2 separate regions of the Pan troglodytes genome follow, and region 2 is linked to region 1. Evidence: chromatin contacts called from public HiChIP or PLAC-seq data. All regions are on one chromosome and are shown on one strand. Each heading gives the region's core, a stretch centred on a gene start, on an enhancer-like site or on the middle of the called end of the contact. The rest is flanking DNA. Distances are from core to core; before and after follow the strand shown.

The links. HiChIP or PLAC-seq counts read pairs in DNA pulled down with a chosen protein or histone mark.
Region 2: a contact with region 1 is called in an H3K4me3 HiChIP or PLAC-seq map of stem cell-derived excitatory neurons, with 4 times the contacts expected there. The contact joins the promoter of ST3GAL2 here to the promoter of FCSK in region 1. A contact is called at or near these places in 2 of 7 Hi-C or Micro-C datasets (induced pluripotent stem cells and stem cell-derived neural progenitor cells) and 1 of 1 datasets of contacts at active chromatin or transcription factors (stem cell-derived excitatory neurons).

The regions. Positions count from the first base shown.
Region 1 is chr18:72,224,556-72,230,486 of NHGRI_mPanTro3-v2.0_pri, reverse strand. It overlaps FCSK (fucose kinase), which reads left to right and starts at 2,299. Exons shown (of 21, transcript XR_010152451.1): 1 at 2,299-2,561.
Region 2 is chr18:72,284,107-72,290,080 of NHGRI_mPanTro3-v2.0_pri, reverse strand. ST3GAL2 (ST3 beta-galactoside alpha-2,3-sialyltransferase 2) reads right to left here and starts at 3,430. Exons shown (of 6, transcript NM_001037307.1): 1 at 3,092-3,430; 2 at 1-77. The coding sequence starts at 3,430.

The DNA.
Region 1 (5,931 bases), core at 1,050-3,549:
TGGTGCTACTGCACTCCAGCCTGGGAGACAGAGTGAGACTCCGTCTCAAAAAAAAAAAAAAAAAAAAAAATTGGCCACTGGCTGGGCACGGTGGCTCACGCTTGTACTCCCAACACTTTGGGAGGCCGAGGCGGGTGGATCACCTGAGGTCAGGAGTTGGAGACCAGCCTGAACATGGTGAAACCCCGTCTCTACTAAAAATACAAAAATTAGCTGGGCGTGGTGGCACATGCTTGTAATCCCAGCTACTCAGGAGGCTGAGGCAAGAGAATCACTTGAACCTGGGAGGCGGAGGTTGCAGTGAGCCGAGATCACACCACTGTACTCCAGCCTGGGCAACAGAGTGAGACTCTGTCTCACAACAACAATAACAAAAAAATTGTCCAGGCTCATCTTGAATTCCTGACCCCGAGTTTTCTGCCTGCCTTGGCCTCCCAAAATGCTGGGATTACAGGCATGAGCCACTTCGTCCGGCCCTAATTTATATATATTTTAGAGACGGGGTCTTGCTATGTTGCTCAGGCTGGTCTCAAACTCCCAAGCTCAAGCCATCCTCCCACCTTGGCCTCCCAAAGTGTTGGGTTTACAGGCGTGAGCACCTGTGCCCGGCTTTAGGCTCCTTATTAACAACAGATTTGGAAAGTACATTCTTGTAAGAAAAATTCAAACAATACAGATAAAGCTCAAGTTCTCCCCGCTTGTCCCCACGCTTAGCAATCTCTCCCTAGCATGCATTCGCTTCCAGCCGTGTTCCTGTGTATCCACACACTATCTGTCCATAAACATTATTTTTTATTTGAGGGGCTTCCCATACATATTGCTCTACAACTTGCTGCTTTTCCCTTAACCTGATGTCCTGAACATCACTCCCTACTGAACATATAGAGCATCTGTCTTGCATGGATGTGCCTAGTTTAGTTTTCCAGTTGTAAACCAAAAAGCACCAGATACTGGTCTCAATCAATTTACAAGTTTATTTTGCCAAAGTTAAGAATGTGTGCACCTGGGAGACAGGTCTGTACCTTTCTCCAAAGATGATTTTGAGGGCTTCAATATTTAAAGGGGAAAGGTCAGATATTGGGGAAAGAGGAATTTTTTTTTTTTTTTTTTTTTTTAGACAGGGCCTCACTGTGTTGCCCAGGCTGGAGTGCAGTGGTGCAATCTCAGCTCACTGCAACCTCTGCCTCCCGGGTTCAAGCGATTCTCCTGCCTCAGCCTCCCAAGCTGCTGGGACTACAGGTGCGCGCCACCACGCTCAGCTAATTTTTGTATTTTTAGTAGACGGGGTTTCACCATATTGGCCAGGCTGGTCTTCAACTCCCGACCTCGTGATCCACCCGCCTTAGCCTCACCAAAGGGCTGGGACTACAGGTGCGAGCCACCGTGCCTGGCCTGAAAGAGGAAATTTTTTAAAGGCATGGGTAGGTAAGAGGCAAATGACTGCATTCTTCTGAGTCTTTGATAAGCCTTTCACATGTTAGAGGGGGATAGAGGACTAGTCACTTATGCATTCATCTAGCTCAGTGAATATGCATTTTTACATAAGAAAAAATAAACATAGGGCAGAGGAAGCAATGAGATATGCATTTGTCTCAGGTGAGCTGAGAGATGACTTTCAGTGCTGTCAAAGCCCAGCACCTGTGAAGATAAGCTATCAATTTACATTGTCACTGAAATTCCACACAACTGTTTTAGGGTACAGATTTGGGGGCACACAAGGAATTTCCTAGTGGGCAAATTGTGAGGGCCAGGCCATATCTGGCTTTTTCATCTTTGTAGTTATCTTGTTTAGGAATAAAATGGGAGGTAGGTTTCCCTGATGCAGTTCTCAGCTTGACTTTTCCCTTTGACTTAGTGACTTTGGGGTCCTGAGATTTATTTTCCTTTCACATAGTAACCTAGAGAGAGACACTCAGAGTATTTCCAATTGTCATCTATGACAATCAATGCTGCCATTCACAACTTTCCCAAAAGGTCCGCAGATCCCCTCCCCATTACGGAGTTGGAAAGTTTCTTCCCAAAGGATCCACGTGATGAAACCAGCGCAAACCTTTCCAATTGCAAATCGAATGGCAGCTGCTTCCGCTTGGGCAAAGCATGATTTTTTTTTTTCCTCCATCAGTGGATTTTTCTCCAGAGGAAAGCGGAAGCTCCTGGTGCCGTCCAGAAGGGGTTAAAAAAAAAAAAAAAAAAAAAAACAAAACCCAAACCAGAAAACAAACAAAAAAGCTACACATTAACCTGGATCCCGGAGTCCCAGGAAACGGGCCTGTGTCTTTAAGGCGCTTCGGTCCTCTGGGAGTTGTAGTTTCGTGGGTCCTGGAGCGGCCCCGTTCCCATCTCCCTTCTGGATCGCAGCCCCGCTGCCCTTCAGGAAAGCGCTGCCCCGGCCACCCACGCTGGCCTATGCGGTGGCTCCGACCGTGTTTTTTGCCGGACGGGGGCTCGGCCTTGGGGGGGCGCGGAGGTGAAACTACACTTCCCGGAGTGCACCGCGAGGGTCGCGCAGCCACGCGTTAAAGAGCCCGCTCCGCCGAGCGCCGAGCGCCGGGCGACGGCAGGTACGTCAGTTCGCGAGGGTCCCCGCAGCGCCCCTTGCGCCCCCTCAGCTTTCCGGTGCACCCTCCCTGACTGGGAGCACCGAGTCGACCCGCGGGCCGCCCGGTTCCTGACAGGGAAGAGTCCCCGGGAGCTCTGCGGTGCCCCGGGAGCCCACAGGTGTTTCTACGCTCCCGCGTCCACTTGGCCTGGGTCTTCCAAGGGGAGCCCCGCGACCGGGCTGGTGCGGCCGGACCTGCTGGCAGCTGGGACCGGGAGGGATGCGGGCCTCAGAGGATCCTCACCCTGAGGCAGGTGGGGCCCTGGATGCCGGCGCTGCTCTGATTTTACTTTGAGGCCGCTTCTCCTCTCTCAGTTTACCCGGCCAGGGCTCAGTATTATGCACAAATCTCAATGATGTGCTCTTGGGTAATTTACAAAACGATTTTACTCCCAAGTAACTTCTTTCGGTCTGTTATTTAGAAGGCAGCAAGTCAGAGTCCTCCGTGAGCCTTTTTTTCCTCTTTAAAGTTCTAAAATGTGCAGTCCCTGACCCACCTGTCTTCAAAAGGTTCATATGAAGAGTTCTTAGTACTTTATTCTATCTCTGGCTCGCCAACACTATCCCAGTCTTGGACAGCGTGGGGCTGAGGACACTAAAAAATATTTCAACTTGATCTCAGCAGATGAGGCTGTATTGAAAGTGGGTAGAGGCTGGGCGCCAAGGCTCATGCCTGTAATCCCAGCTACTTGGGAGGCCGAGGCGAGGGAATCGCTTGAACTCAGGAGATGGAGGTTGCAGTGAGCCAAGATCACGCCACTGCACTCCACCCTGGGCGACAGAGCGAGACTACGTCTCAAAAACAAAACAAAACAAACCACCACCACCACCAACAAAAGAACCTTAGGGCCTTAGGGCACACTTTCTCAGGACCTCTTGAGATTGTGTAACTCCAGCAAACTATTAATTAAAAAAAAAAAAAAAAAGGCCGGGCGAGGTGGCTCACGCCTGTAATCCCAGCACTGTGGGAGGCGGAAGCAGGTAGATCACCTATGGTCAGGAGTTTGAGACCAGCGTGGCCAACATGGCAAAACCCCCTCTCTACTAATAATACAAAAATTAGCTGGGCGTGGTGGTGCACGTCTGTAATCCCAGCTACTTGGGAGGCTGAGGCAGGAGAATCACTTTAACCTGGAAGGCGGAGATTGCAGTGAGCCGAGATCGCACCATTGCACTCCAGCCTGGCGACAGAGGGAGACCCTGTCTCAAAAAAAAAAAAAAAAAAAAAAAAAAAAAAAAAAAAAAAAAAAGCCAGGCATGGTGGCTTACACCTGTAATCCCAACACTTAGGAAGGCCAAGGCGGGAGGATTACTTGAGTCTGGGAGTTGTAGGTCAGCCTGGGCAACAAAGGGAGGCCCCATCTCAACAAAAAATAAAAAACTAGCAGGACTCATGCATAGTCCCAGCTACTTGGGAGGCTGGGATGGGAGGATCGCTGGAGCCCGGGAGTTTGAGGCTGCAGTGAGCTGTGATCACATCACTGCGTTCCGCCCTCTGGTGACAGAGCCGGACCCTGTTTCTCAAAAACAAAACAAAACAAAAGCCTAGCCTGCCTGTGCTATTAAAGCAATGGCAAAAGCCAAAATTACTTTTGCACCAACCTAATAGCTATGTTTCTGCTTTTTAAACTACAGTTTTCTTGTCTAGAGCTTCAGTGAGATAAGAACCAATTCTTAGGACTGTTGGGTGGGTCATATGAAGTGACACTGATGTGCCTTTGCCATAGTGCCTGAAAAAGCACTCCATATGTATTAGCTACTTGTATCATTTTACCTTTTGTGTTAATCTCTCAGGGGATGTCCCTCAGCCTTGCTTGATTCCTGAGGCCTTCCCTGATTTTTTTCTTCTTCAGGACAGTCTTTAACTCAGAGAATGTTTGAGAGCTTCCAGTCCTTCCTCCTTCAGGGACAGGTGAAACTCTCCTGCTTCCTTGCCTGGCTGGAAGTATTATCATTCATTGAGCCACTGGTGTGTGCCACATACTTTACATTGTATTTCATGCTGAAAACAGTCCTGGGAGGTTGATGTCTTTGGCCTTAAATTTCAGATTAGGAAACTGAGGCTTAGAGAGGTTAAGTAACTGCTGGGCATGGTGGCTCACGCCTGTAATCCCAGCACTTTGGGAGGCCGAGGCGGGCGGATCCCAAGGTCAGGAGTTTGAGACCAGCCTGGCCAGCATGGTGAAACCCTGTCTCTACTAAAAATACAAAAAATTATCCAGGCTTGGTGGTGCGCGCCTGTAGTCCCAGTTACTCGGAAGGCTGAGGCAGGAGAATGGCTTGAACCTGGGAGGCGGAGGTTGCAGTGAGCCAAGATTGCGCCACTGCACTCCAGCCTGGGTGACAGAGCGAGACTCCATCTTAAAAAAAAAAAAATAGATTAAGTAACTTGCTCAGGATCCTACAGGAAGCAGGAAGAGGTAGAGATGGGGACAGAGCCTTTTGGGACTGATACGCAACCCAGGACTGTTCCTCTGCCCCTGTCATTAGTAAGGGATACTCTCCCCACTCTGGCCATGACCTGTCACCTGCCCATGTCTCTCTATCACTATGCTGAGATGAAGACTGGGCTCAGAACTTCTGGGCCATTGGACTCTCTGGGGCATTTCTTTTTTTTCTTGAGACAGAGTCGCTCTGTTGCCCAGGCTAGAGTGCAGTGGCGTGATCTTGGCTCACTGCAGCCTCCGTCTCCTGGGTTCAAGTGATTCTCCTGCCTCAGCCTCCTGAGTAGCTGGGACTACAAGTGCGCATCACTACACCCGGCTAATTTTTGTACTTTTAAAAGAGATGGGGTTTTGGCATGTTGGCCAGGCTGGCCTTGAACTCCTGAACTCAAGTGATCTGCCCACTTTGGCCTCCCGAAGTGCTGGGATTCCGGATGTGAGCTACCACATCTGGCCATTTCAAGGGTTTCTTTCTTTCTTTCTTTCTTTCTTTCTTTCTTTCTTTCTTTCTTTCTTTCTTTCTTTCTTTCTTTCTTTCTCTCTCTCTCTCTCTCTCTCTCTCTCTTTCTTTCTTTCTTTCTTTCTTTCTTCCTCAGACAGGGTCTGGCTCTGTTACCCAGGGTGGAATGTATTGGTGCCAGTTTACTGCAACCTCTGCCCCCAGGGCTGAAACAATGCTTCCGCCTCAGCCTCCTGAGTAGCTGTGACTATAGGCACATTCACTGTGCCTGGCTAATTTTTGTATGTGTGTGGTTTTTTTTTTTTTTTTTTTTGGTAGAGATGGGGTTTGCCATGTTGCTCAGGCTGGTCTCAAACTCCTGAGCTCAAGCCATCCGCCTGTCTTGGCCTCCCAAAGTGCTGGAATTACAGGTGTGAACCACTGCGCCT
Region 2 (5,974 bases), core at 2,181-4,680, 58 kb before region 1:
TTCTCGCCAGGCACTATCTGGAACAGCTTCTCCAGCACCTCATTGGTGTTGTGTGACTTGAACTGGGGCTGCAGCATCTGTGGAAGGGAGGGGAAGATGGGAAACGAGGAAGGGGAGAGGTGTGTGAAGAAGGAGGGGCCCCGGCCTCCACTCCTGTGCCCTCATTATCCTGTGTCTGGGCACAGGCCTCTTTATCCAGGGCTCTGCCAGGGAACAGGGGTTCTTTCCTCTGGGCAGTGAGGGTCTCTCCCTCTCTCAACGACAGCAAAGTCCCCGGTTGTGAGTGAGTCTCAATGTCCAGAGATTGGGTGCCCTGCTAGTCACAGTTAGCTCTGATGCACTAGAAGGGGCTCAGGGATCAAGGTGCCTTTCACACATTCTCTGGGAACCTGCAGGCCTGGGCCACGGAGCAGAGCAGCCTCCTTCAGGGGATCCTTCCTGGTCAGCCTACAGGGGGCGCCCCCGGCACTCAGGCTGAGGACTGGGGTTGCAGAAGCCACGTCCAGGGTGACAGTCCAGCCACTCCCTGAGCCCCAGGGAAGGGCAGAGAGGCTGATAAATTCTTTCAGAGCCAGAATGGCTGGAATAAAACTGGTGTCCCCTCCTACCAGCGAGACCTGTACCAACCAACTAACGGTCAAAGACCATGAAACGAGGCAGCACCAACCAGATGCTTACAGGCCCAGCAAGTGCCACACAGGAGTGAAATGGCAGGTAAGGTCCACAGCCAACAGATCTGAGCCCCGGCAAAGAGAGGCAACTTCAGCCAATTGCTGCCACGTGGGATCATGAGCCCAGAAGGGCCAAAGTTTCCCATTTTTCAAGACACACTGAAAATAAGGATTTCATATGAAACAAGAAAAATGAAATACTCTTTTTTTTTTTTTTTTTTTTGAGATAGAGTTTCACTCTTGTCGCCCAGGCTGGAGTGCAATGGCGCAATCTTGGCTCACCGCAACCTCCGCCTCCCGGGTTCAAGGGATTCTCCTGCCTCAGCCTCCCGAGTAGCTGCAATTACAGGCATGCTTCACCACACCCAACTAATTTTGTATTTTTAGTAGATATGGGGTTTCTTCATGTTGGTCAGGCTGGTCTCGAACTCCCGACCTCAGGTGATCCACCACCTTGGCCTCCCAAGGTGGTGGGATTACTTTTACTCAAAAGTAAATTACTTTTACTCAAAGTGCTGGAATTATTTTTACTCAAAAAAAAAAAAACCCACATAAAAATAAAATAAAACATTATGTGGATGGAGCCATAACTTGATGGGTTTGTGGGTGAGCAGGGCCTGCTCAGGGGATGGGAGATTGATCTGTAGAGGGAGCTTGGCTCCAAGATGAGAATTCCTATATAAAAATTAGCCAGGCGTGGTGGCACGTGCCTGTAGTCCCAGCTACTCTGAAGCTGAGGTGGGAGGATTGCTCGAGCCTTGGGGGTCAAGGATGCAGTGAGTCAAGACTGTGGCCACTGCAAAGACAGTGAGAACCTGTATCAAAAAAACGCTGTCACAGTAAGAGCCCACGGGGCTCCTAGTGGCCCCAGCTCTGCAGACCCTGGTCCTCGGGCACTCTTGACAGTCTAGGCTGGAAGGCAGGTTCTGTGACATCATTCTGATAAGCATGATCACATGAGCTCATCCCTCGCAGCTTGGGAGCCTGCAGGGGCTCAGTGCTGACATGGCTCCACCCATGACATGTGTGGCAACGAGATGGCCTGCAGAGCCTGGGGAGTGACACTCCAGAGCCTTGGGGCAAGGTAGAAGGAATTAAAAGTAGCAGAAAAGTGATGACTGGAAAGACAGGGAGGACCCCCCCAGCCCCACCCCTTCACCTCCCTTAGCCCCTGAGGGTTCTTTTCATTGCTTGTTTTTTTTTAACTCTAGAATCAGACAACACATTATTTCATAAAATAGATTAAGTAGTCCCTGCACGGCTTTCTTTTCTTCTTTTTTTTTTTTGAGACGGAGTCTCACTTTGTTGCCCAGCTGGAGTGCAATGGTGCAATCTCGGCTCACTGCAACCTCTGCCTCCCAGGTTCAAGCGATTCTCCTGCCTCAGCCTCCTGAGTAGCTGGGATTACAGGCACGCGCCACCATGCCTGGCTAATTTTTTTTTATTTTTAGTAGAGACGGGGTTTCACCACGTTGGTCAGGCTGGTCTCGAACTCCTGACCTCATGATCCGTCCGCCCCGTGCTCTCAAAGTGCTGAGATTACAGGCGTGAGCCACCACGACCGGCCTTCCCTACAAGGCTTTCTTATCCCAGCCCAGTAAAAAGTCTTCTAGCAGTTGTAAAGAACCAAGAAAGGGGCTCTGTTCTCATGGTATTTACAATTATTTTGGCTGGGCATGGTGGCTCACGCCTGTAATCCCAGCACTTTGGGAGGCTGAGGCGGGCAGATCATCTGAGGTCAGGAGTTTGAGATCAGCCTGGCCAACATGGTGAAACCCCGTCTGTACTAAAAATACAAAAAAATTAGCTGAGGGAGGTGGTGCATGCCTGTAATTCCAGCTACTCGGGAGGCTGAGGCAGGAGAATCACTTGAACCTGGGAGGCAGAAGTTACAGTGAGCCGTCACTGTGCCACTGCACTCCAGCCTGGGCGACAGAATGAGACTCCATCTCAAAAAACAAACAAACAAATAAAAAACAATTATTTTGAGCCAATGTTCATAAATTAGGATATTTAGTTTTAAAATCTGGATTTCTAGGTTTTCTTAAAAAAAAAAAAAAAAAAACCCAGATCCAGCCTTGTGCAGCAACAACTGCTGGGGCCTAGGGGCGGCTGCCTCCTTCCTCTGGGGCAGGCCCCCCATGGCTGTACTCCTCACTCCCACCTGCTCCCTGTGTCCCTGCTGCCTGCCTGGTCCAGGAGGCATTTCTGGCCTATGCTCGGGTCCTACAGGCACTAGAAAATACTAGCCCCCTCCATCAGGTCAATGCTTGCTCTGCCCTTCAGTAATCTGTGATCCTATAAATGGCTTGGTCAAACAGGCATTTTGTCAAGGCTCTGGGGGCCAGAAATCCAAGAGGGGGCTCTGAGTGGCTCTAAAACTGGGGGACAGATCCCTGGAAGGGAGCAGCAGCTCTTACCATCCACCACCTCTGGACATCGGGTGGAAGATCCATGTTCTCTCGGGTCCAGACGGGGGAAATGTTACCGTCAAAGTGGCTGTCAAACCAGTCGGAGGCACCGGCATCGCCCATGCAGCGGCGACAGGCGCAGCTCTTGCCCGAGAGCCTCTCCTTGCTGAGGCGCTGCAGGCCGGCATAGCCGGGCACCAGCTTCACCCGGTGCGTCCCATCCAGGGCCCCCGAGTCCAGGTAGGGGAGCGTGGCCATGCTGTGGTGCGAGTAGGTGAAGAGTAGGGACATGATGAACACCAGCAGGAAGGCCACGGAGAGGAACCACACCCGCAGGGAGCACTTCATGGTGCCGGCAGGCGGGTGGCGGTCACCGTGGCCACTCTTTTCCCAGCCCGCTGAGGGGCCAGCCACGGCGTAGCCTGCCTATTCTGGCACCACATGCAAAGGGCATAGGGTCACGTGCTGCAGCAGGGGACAGTGGCAGGGGTCCCTTGCCATGCCCTCCCTCAATGTAGGGAGAACACACGTTGGCAGGAGTGGCTGTCCTGCCCCTGAGTCAGGCGGGGCCCCTGCTTAGGGCTTCATCGGGTCTCTCCGTCACTAGCTAGGCCACAGAGGCTCTGCCTCTCCTGCCACCCTGGTGAGGGGGAGGTCAGTCCATTGCAGCCCTCTAGTCCCTTGGGATTGCTGGCTGCCAGCTCTAGGGGTCCCCCTCTTTGGCGGCTTGAAATAATCCAGTCTGGAGCAGTCGGGGTCCTTGTGGTTCATGAGCAGACAATGAGGCGGCCCCTCGTTCCCGGCAGCGGGGAAGCCCTAGAACTCCAATCACAACAGAGAGCACATGGACTTCAGGGGACTTGGGTTCCATGCAAGCGTTGTCCCACCTCCTGGCCCAAAACCTCTGCCAGAGGAGGGGAGCCAGACCCCAACCCTGAGAGGACAAAAACAGGAAGCTCTGTGAGTGTGGGAAAACCCCGCTGCAGAGATCGAGATCCTTTCCGCAGTAGGTCTTGCCCTTCTGCTTCCCATCTGAGGTGCTGGTCCCTTCTCCTGGTGGCCCCAGCCCCAGCTGCAGTTGCGTAGGGGTCGCAAAGCTCCTACTGTGACTGTGGGGTCCTCTGGCGCTGGGAACAGCTGCTGTTCAGCGGGGCACTGTGTCCAATACCATCTGGGTCAGGCGAGCTTGTGCTGAGCTCCCCACCAGGGTCCAGGTCTCCTTCCTAATACTCCTGGCCCGGGTTCTGCCCATCCCCACTCCCCCGGGGCCAGCCTATCCTGCTGTTAGCTCACAGTAATCCCCTGGCAGGTTCCCCTTCACATGTCGGGCGCCAGGCTGCCGCAGCACGACCCTAGAATGGCAGAGAGGAGAAATAATGTGCGGATGAATCACACGGGCACCAGGCTTTGTCCCAGCCCCACCCCAAGCCCCAAAGCTAGCAGGAGAGGAGATGCCCACTTAATCAGAGGGTGGACATGACCAAGGGCTCTGCCCTCTAGCTGCACAGATAGCATCGCTCTGTGGGACTCCAGGGCCTGGAGGACTAGATTAGCCCAGAGTCTTCACTTCTTAGCCAGAAGGTAAACGAGTCAAGTGATTTTCCCTAAGCCACATGCTTTCAGATTTAGAGAGTTCCTAGCCCAGCTATGTACAGTTAATTTCAGGAGAAAAGTCAGAGAAAACAGCCCAGAGAAGATTCCAGGGGACTATGGACACTGACTGCCCCCCACAGCACTCTCTGGAGCCTGTCAGTGCCTGCAGAGGCCTCTCCCAATCAGAAGGGAGGGCTGGCCGGTCTCTGACCGCCCCTCTTCTCTCGACTGTGGATTATCAATGAGGCATTGCTGGGTCCACTCAATGAACCATGAACAGTCCTGTCAGCTCCGCCGTTGGGGGAGAACCTGGCTGTGTCAGGAGGTGTGGTTGCTGGGCTTGGTCCTGCCCCTGGACAGCCCTGAGGGCAGTTGTCTACATCCATCTGTACATTATGGACAAAGTGAATGCCAGGGTCCCTGGTAGCACTGACAGCCTGAGGCCTCATGCGGCCCTTGCAGGCAAGAACAGGGAGAAAAGGCCACTTGTAGGCAGTTTGGGTCTCAGCCATAAGGAAAGGAGCTCGGATCCATGCCAGGCGTGAGGGAGCCACACCAGGTGAGAGGAACGCTGAGAAGGGAACCCCTGAGCACTGGCTGTGTGCCGTGGGAATCTTGCAAAGCTGGCTGCCTCGCCTCTCCCCAGCTCCCCTCCAAATCTGCCTAGCGGTGCTGCTGACCTAGCCCCTGGGCCTCTCAGTGCAGCCCTGTTGCCTGTCCTTGTTGAAGTCTCCAGCCCACTTTTGGGGTCTCCTGGCTGCTTCCAGCAGCTGCAGACAAGGCCTCTCAGGCTCTGTGTTCAAGAAACCTAGCTGCCCCTCCATTTGTGGCCACAAAGCCAGCAGGGAATGGAACGAGCATATTGCAGTAAGGACATTATTCTGGGTGGGAAATGATGTTCACAAAAGTAGAAGAACTTACCTAAGGTCACGACGTTGTGAGTGGAGGTGACTTTGGGATAGGCCATGGCACAGAAAGAAGGCTGTGGCCTCCCTGAACTACCCACGGCTCAAGGGTGAGAGGGAAGGAGATGTGGAGTTGGCTTCTCAGGGTCGAAAGTGAAGCCCCGCCCACAGGCCTCATCAGGGCTCCTGGCTCTAATCCACGGAGACCCCAGCAGCACTGGCTCAAAGGTGCTTCTTCCAATGTTCTGCTGTGCCCATTTAGCAGATCCCACTCTAGGCATGGCCTTGGCTGAACAGTCTGTAGATGGGAAGCCAGGTCCTTGTCTCCTCTCATTCTCCCTTTGCCTGCTGCATGCCCAACATCTAAGGACAGAACTCGAGTTCTTTCAGGGTC